Regions from separate parts of the Mus musculus genome. Here region 2 is linked to region 1. A link is a contact called in public promoter capture Hi-C data. All regions are on one chromosome and are shown on one strand. The core of a region is the stretch at or near the end of the contact, and the rest is flanking DNA. Distances in the headings are between cores, read along the strand shown.

Region 1 (3,548 bases), core at 354-2,853:
CAGTCAGTGGGGTAGCTAAATTCACTTGGATGTGGGTGTCTTTGGCCTTGCCTTTGCCTTGCTGGCTGCTAGCCCGAGCAGGCTACAGGTCCTGTCTGGGGACCATACCACCTGCCTGCTGGTCTGCAGCTAGCCCAGTCATTTTCTAGAAAGGCTAAAACTGCAGAGCAGGCACCCTGATTGGGCACCACACACCTCTGTTAGGGGGATGTGGCTAATCAACAAGGATCTCTTGGCTCCAGCCCTGAGCAACCCAGCAAGGGAGGAGCATCCACAAGTGTCCAGAGACTGGTGTGCCTGCCAGGAGGTGCCAGGAGCCTGAACCTCTTAGACTGAGCCAGCCGGGGCATCGGGGGAACTGCAACCTTTAGAAGCCACAGGACTCCGGCCCAGGTGACTGGCACTGGCTCTAGAGCAGCTACCTGTGGTCTTGGCAGAAGTTATACATCTAGTGCAGTGACAAAGGGCGCTCAGCAAGGGTGTGGCCGGAAAAAGAAAGTCCAGGGGTTACAGCAATGTCTAAGGTAACCAGGGCTACACTGATAACACTCACCTTCCCCTGGCCACTTCTTCTCACTTAGGCACCACATGCTGGCTGGAAAAGGTCCCCAAACCAGAACATCAGACCTCAAGAAGAGGAAGGGATCTGCATAAGGTAATACAGCAGACACAACCTGGGTCTCCAGCCCTCTATTTCCCTCCTCAGTCGAACCGCCCCCGCCCCCCCCCCGCCCCCCCCGTCCTGTCTAGCTCACTGTCATTTCCAGGTGCTCCTGTTCCTTTCTTTCTTTTTTTTTTTTTAAAGATTTATTTATTATATGTAAGTACACTGTAGCTGTCTTCAGACACTCCAGAAGAGGGCATCAGATTTCGTTACAGATGGTTGTGAGGCACCATGTGGTTGCTGGGATTTGAACTCCGGACCTTCGGAAGAGCAGTCGGCGCTCTTAACCACTGAGCCATCTCGCCAGCCCCCCCCCCTCCCCGTTCCTTTCTTAAAGGGGCCACAGAAGTCACAGAATTGTGGCTTTGATCTGGAATCTCAAGAAAGACCTAATCTGGCGGGGAGGGGGGGTGGGGTGGGGGTGGGGTTGTAAGCCCCCAAACCAACCTTGCCACTGGGCGGCCTCACCTTCACAGGTCCTAGGATTTAGCTCAATCAGTTAACCTTCAGCAGCGCTGCGCACCTTCTCTATGTGGGGTTGGACACCATGCCGGCTGCTAATCAAAGTTCCTGCATGCTCTTGAAACTCCCAATGCCCAGATCTCATCCCAGACCAGGACCACCAAAGTCTTTGTTGGGGAGAGTGGGGGAGGGCGTGGCGGCGGCACGGGTGTTTACTAACATGCGATTATAATTCACAGACAAGGGCTGCTTAGAAGTCAAACAGAAAACCGTCTGCTGCAGCCACAGTTACAGCCCCTGCTTCCCTTCTTATCTCAGACCAGCCTGCTGCAGCAGCAGTCCACTGTGAGCCACGAGAGGTCATGGGGAAAGTCCCGGATATCGTCATGCGTGACAGCATCTAATTAATCAACAACTCTGTAACGTGAGCTCCAGCCTATAAAAGGGGAACCTTCCGGAGTCTTGTAACCCTGACCACTGGCCTTCACAGACATCTTCAGACCCAGGGACTTGTGCCCCAGGAGGAGCTCAGGCTGATGGGTTCTCTCCTCAGCCCTGAGGCCAGTAAGTAGATTTCCCGTATGCCTTGAGCTGGCTTCTGGAGTCCTGACTGCATGGAGTACAGGTGGGAGGTCTGGAAAGGGGAGATCAGAGACTTCATTGGCTCCTAGAGTGGGTTTCTCCATGGTCTGGGCTGCGCGAGGGCGAGAGCTTCCTGCCTTCCCAGGAACCCAGCAGAAGCGGGGTGTCTGGTCCAAGATGGCTGCGGAGATACACACCCCTCCTTCCCACCCACTACCTGTAAGCAGTCTTTATCTAGGAACTGGATAAGGGAGAATCAAGGCTGGGGTGGGGAAAAGGGGAGAGCTTAGGAGGCCGGTGGAAAAACGAGGGATTTCAGCCTTGCCAAATTGTCGGTGGCAATGTGGACAAGTCATTTTTGTCCCTGGACTCTTGGTTTTTTTCTCGTCTGAAGGTTGGGACTATGCCACCACCCTGCTGTCCTTTAGGACTCCAAATGTAGATATCTAAATAGTAATGAGATAAGAAGTTTCTCTGAGACACCAGTACCTGTGGTCACGTGTCCCCTTAGCAGAGGGGCCTGGTGAGTGAGCAGGAAATAGCATGCCACCCCTTAGAACAGAGACGGGGACCAGGCACCCTAGACCTGCCCCCCCAAGCCAATCAGTGCCCCTGTGTAGGGCCCTTGGCAAGCACCCAAGGCTTGCTCACAGTGGGCGGCCACGCCCAGAGCCACCTCTGCTGTGGCAGCTGTGTTTGGATTCAAGGCAGGGCAGTAACAATGCCAAAAGGGATGGGGTATAACAGGTACAGATGTGGGGGGGGGGGAGTGGGAGAGGGAGAGGAGGGAGGAGGGAGTGGGAGAGGGAGAGGGACTGAAACTGTGTAGCTGAGCCCACAGTCTCCTTGGGGCTGGGAGGACAGGAAGGGACCTTTCTTGAGCTTCCCCAAGCTCTGCATGCTGGGGTGCAGAGGGGAGAACAGGATTCTGCAAAGGGCTGACTGGGTGCCTGGCATCCCAAAGACCTTGATGCTGAAGGTGCTGGCAGTTAGGAGGCCATCACGGAGCAGGTGGCTGAGCATCCATCACTAAAATCCCCAGAGCCTTGCAGCAGAGACTATAATTTGTCTTCATCTGCCCAGGCCTGGAGATGACCCTACAGACATGGCTGGCCTGTCCCAACTTCCTAGCAGTCTAGATCCAGGCCAGCCTCCGTCAGTGGGTAGCACAAAGGTGGGGGTCACTGGAGAAGGACTACCTCTCTATTGTATGGAACCTCAGGACCTGGCTTAAAAATGGGGTCTAGAACAGGAATTCTCTAGTTCTTGATAGACAGTACTCTGAACCCTGTGCCAACCCTGCCAACCAGGACACACCCAATTAGAGAGCCACGTTTAGCTTGTGCCCACCTCTGCCATAGCCCAGCCCAGCAGTGGGGTCTGTCAGGTTGCTCAGTCAAAGGGCCAAGATGCCTGCCAGTCTCTGCAGGAGGAGGAAGGCAGAAGAAAAGTGTCCACCCCTTTCGTGCCACTGTGACCCAGCTCTAAAGCCAGGAAGCCGTGCTCAGTGTAAAGGGAAGGTGCGGCTTCTGTGGGGGACAAAGTCCTGCAGGCCTTTGAGAGACTGGCAGGGTAAGGGTGGCCTTCAGCTCTACTCCATCTGGGTCGTGTGCTCAGTGAATAACCAAACAAGCCATATGAGAGAGTGCGTGTAGCAAGTCCAGGCCTTAAGAGGCCCCTTGTGGCTTGCCAGTGGTGGTACCTCCTGGGAGCCACACCCAGAGAGGGACACAAGGCCTGAGCATGCAGAAGAGAGAAGGTGGTTTAACTGCTCACCTAGGGACCCACGGGGGCAGCAGCATGTCCCCTTCAGCTTCTTCCCTGTGACACAGGACATGGT
Region 2 (3,548 bases), core at 432-2,931, 1.0 Mb before region 1:
TTTACCCAACATCCACTCCGGTAAGCCCAGTCTTTAAAGACGACCATCCTAGTGACTTTGACTCTTCTACATCATGTTGACAAGACACAGGGAACACACCTCCAGGCAACGGTGTTCACATGTAGTGCCACCCAGGAAACAGCATTTCAATCTCCTGATACCACCACAGGTACAGACCAATACACAGACCTCCTCGAATGAAAGAACTGAATTTTCGAAGAGAAACCTTTTGTCAAAGCAGTCCTCAAACAAGGGCCCTAGTCCAGATCCAAAGAAAAATTCCGTCTTCACCCAACAACCAGGCTAAGTAGGACAACCTATAGCTGTTCACTGCCTGACACTGGCAATTAGATTTCAAAACAAACGCAGCTAATGAGGTTCTGTTTACACCTCTTACTGATGAGGGTCTTGAGAACCTGAGTTAGCAAGTGACAAAACCTTCAGGATTCACACCCAGATCAACCAGCTGTGTGATGTCCCAGCCCTGTGATGTCCCCATTGTCCACACAACCCACCCGGGGAACAGGAGTGAACGAAGCAGAATATTACTGCAACACCCCAACTTCCGTACCACCCCACCCCCATCCCCTTGGCCCAGAGGCCCTAACTGGCAGGTGACAAATCACATTCTACTCTTAGGCAATCTCTCAACATCAAACACATTAAGAGGCAAAGATTTACAACGGCCAATACTTACTTCCTTCTTACCCAGAGAGACATTTTCATGAGCTGTCAAATCCAGGCAGGAGGAACCCACCATTATGTAATGTCAGAGGGCAGGAGAGAAGGGGCAAGAGAAACCAAGGCCCATCAACACTCCTTCCCTTCGCCCACAAAGATATATATTTGTGTCTGACATTTTGAGTGTTTCCGTGGCCTACACATTCATGACTGGCTTTGCAAAAGACGACCACGGATCCCTGCAAACCTCTCAGGCCTCAATTAGCTTATTAGGAAAGCCAGAAGAATATAAAATACATAAAGCAAAGGTGAGGGAGATCCTGTCCTGGCCGATGCGCGAACAGAAAATGCTCAAAGAGTTGCGAGGACGTAGAGTCCGTGTCTCCCACCAACATGTATGTTTATTTTTACCCGGTGTGTTGACACCCGAGATACCGCGAGGCCTTCAGCGTCGGATGCCTATGGGATACAGCAGAGATGCAGCCGGCGGGCGCGTTGTATAGCATCGCACGGCTCCCCGAGAAGCCCGCGGCAAGGGGACCGCAAGTCTAGGATCGCGCTCCAAAGACGCGGCCAGCGAACCGCTAGGCTGTACCACTGCCATGACAACCGCGGGCGCCACCGGGCCGGGTTCCCAGTGTCTCCAGCTCCCAGCCGCCCAGCCCACTCCGCTAAGCCCGGCACACCGGACCTGGCACGGCCCAGCTCGGCCCACCTACCTGGCGCGCCCCGGCCCGGACACTTGCTCAGCCTTGGCCTCTGTCCTCCAGGCCGCACACCCCGGCCTCGGCCCCGCTGGTTGCTGTCCGGTCCTGAAGACCGGCCGGGATTTGTTTCCTGGCCGCCTCACTCCGGCCGGTGGCGTCCACCCCAGACCCGAACCCGCCGTCCCCGCGCAGCCCGAATCCTGCCACCGCCTTCTCTCAGAACACAGCGCACAACCCCGCCCCGGTTCCGCCCCCTCACCGCGCATGCGCGCCCCACTCCCCGACCGCCGCCCTGCCCCCTCCCTCCCTGGCTCCGCCCCTAGGAAGCCGCACCTCCCAAAAGGTCACACCCTCTTATGTGACGTCACCCAGGAGTGGGAGTTTTTCCACCTTCACATGCCCTGAGGCTTCTGCCCAGAGAACAAGCGATTCTAGAAAAACGCTGGAGGTCGGAAGTGCAGGTGTAGCTGATCCATCACTCAGTGGGCGTGGCCACCAACAAACTGTAGTCTTTTGAACTTCCTTCCAGACCTAGTCTACCCAAAAGATAACGGACCTTAACACTTCCTCCTCAAAATTCTATTTTTCTATAGGGAAGAAGACCAATCAGGACTTTCGGAGATACATTTTTTTTTATTTTATTACTTATTTATTTCCACTGAGACAGGGGCTCCCTGCCTCTGATCGTTTTTAACTTTATTGTAACGTTAACATTTCTACCTGATGAGGGGAAACTTAAATGGACAAACAAAAACATTTTTCAGGTTTTTTTACACCTCATTTGTCTGGTTTTTTTTTTGCTTGTTCTGTTTCGTTTTGGGTTGTTTTTTTTTTTTTTTGAACAGGGTAATCCAGGTTGGTCACCCACTCACTAGCTGCCCTTCGTGTTATTCATGTTCCTGCCACTGCCTCCTAAAGGCTGAGAGTACAGGTATGCACCACCACACCCACTTTTATCTTCTAAAGAGTAACTTATTACCAAATGCTTATCTTTTATTAATCAGATGAAGGGGAGAAAATATTGATTGAACCTTAACCCTAAGGCCAAAAGCCAAAAAACTCAAACATGCTTAGAAAAATTAAAAATATTGTCCTTATTTCATCTTCTAAAATTCAAGTGACTGATATACCTGATTTTCTTACGGTAAAATTAATAGAAATCCCCCTTTCAATCTCAAAAGCATTCTCCTATGAGATAATAAATTTTATGGTCAGAGTCTTAATTTGCTTTCTCTCTTCCTGGGTTAAACCACTGGCCAAAAACGACTTGGAGAGGAAAAGGCTTATTTGGCTTACAGGCTACAAGTCCATGATCAGGCAGGAACTCAAGACAAAAACCTAGAGGCAGGAATGGAAGCAAAAGCCAGGAGCGAAAGTTACTTGTTGGTGTGCTCTCCATGGCCTGCTTAGCCTGCTATTTAGATAACTCAGGACCACCTGCCTGGGGTGGCACCACCCACATTAGGTCTTGCCCTTCCACATCAACCATTAAGAAAATGCCCCACAGGGTGCCTACATTGCAATTTGATCCAGGTATTTTCTCAACTGAGGTTCCCTCTTTTCAGATGATTCTAGCTTGTGTCCACCTAACAACAACAACAACAAAAAGCTAGCTTGCACAGCTGTGTTATTTATATTCAAGCTAAAGAGGGTTTTCAAATCAATAGCATCCTTCTTTAAATTTATGAGTTTAAAAATAAACATTAATCTCATTTCAACTCATTCAAGACAATTACGAATCTGACCAGAGTTCCAATATTTGTCCCTTGACTCTTGCACATTTGGAGTAATATGAAAAGACCAGTCATGTTTTTTACTATGCTGATGGACACCCCCATTCCACCACAGAATGAAGATTAGCAAGGAAAGGCGGAGCCGAGTTTGTGAACAAATACGGCAATGAGCATTGACTACACATGACAATATACCAGACTTAGCCTTGACACAGTGTACCAGTCTTTCAACATTCTTGACATTTGGACCCCAAACGTTGGCCATGTAAACATCTTAGTGGGAATGGAAATATTCCTAGGAGATGAGAGTGGCCCTCCTTTGAACTGTCAAACTACTGAGATGATGCACTCCAAGAAATCACAATTGTCTTGCAAATAAATCTCTCATGCTGGAATAAAGAAAAGGTTGAGAAATCTGGTGTTGACC

What was found. Promoter capture Hi-C pulls out the DNA fragments that hold promoters and counts their contacts.
Region 2: a contact with region 1 is called in a promoter capture Hi-C map of liver, with 2.2 times the contacts expected there. The contact joins the promoter of Inpp4a here to the promoter of Neurl3 in region 1. A contact is called at or near these places in 1 of 39 promoter capture datasets (liver) and 1 of 9 other capture datasets (liver).

Annotation. Positions count from the first base shown.
Region 1 is chr1:36,271,480-36,275,027 of GRCm38.p6, reverse strand. It overlaps Neurl3 (neuralized E3 ubiquitin protein ligase 3), which reads left to right and starts at 1,603. Exons shown (of 4, transcript NM_153408.2): 1 at 1,603-1,690. The coding sequence starts at 1,663.
Region 2 is chr1:37,297,971-37,301,518 of GRCm38.p6, reverse strand. Inpp4a (inositol polyphosphate-4-phosphatase, type I) reads right to left here and starts at 1,681. Exons shown (of 26, transcript NM_030266.4): 1 at 1,401-1,681.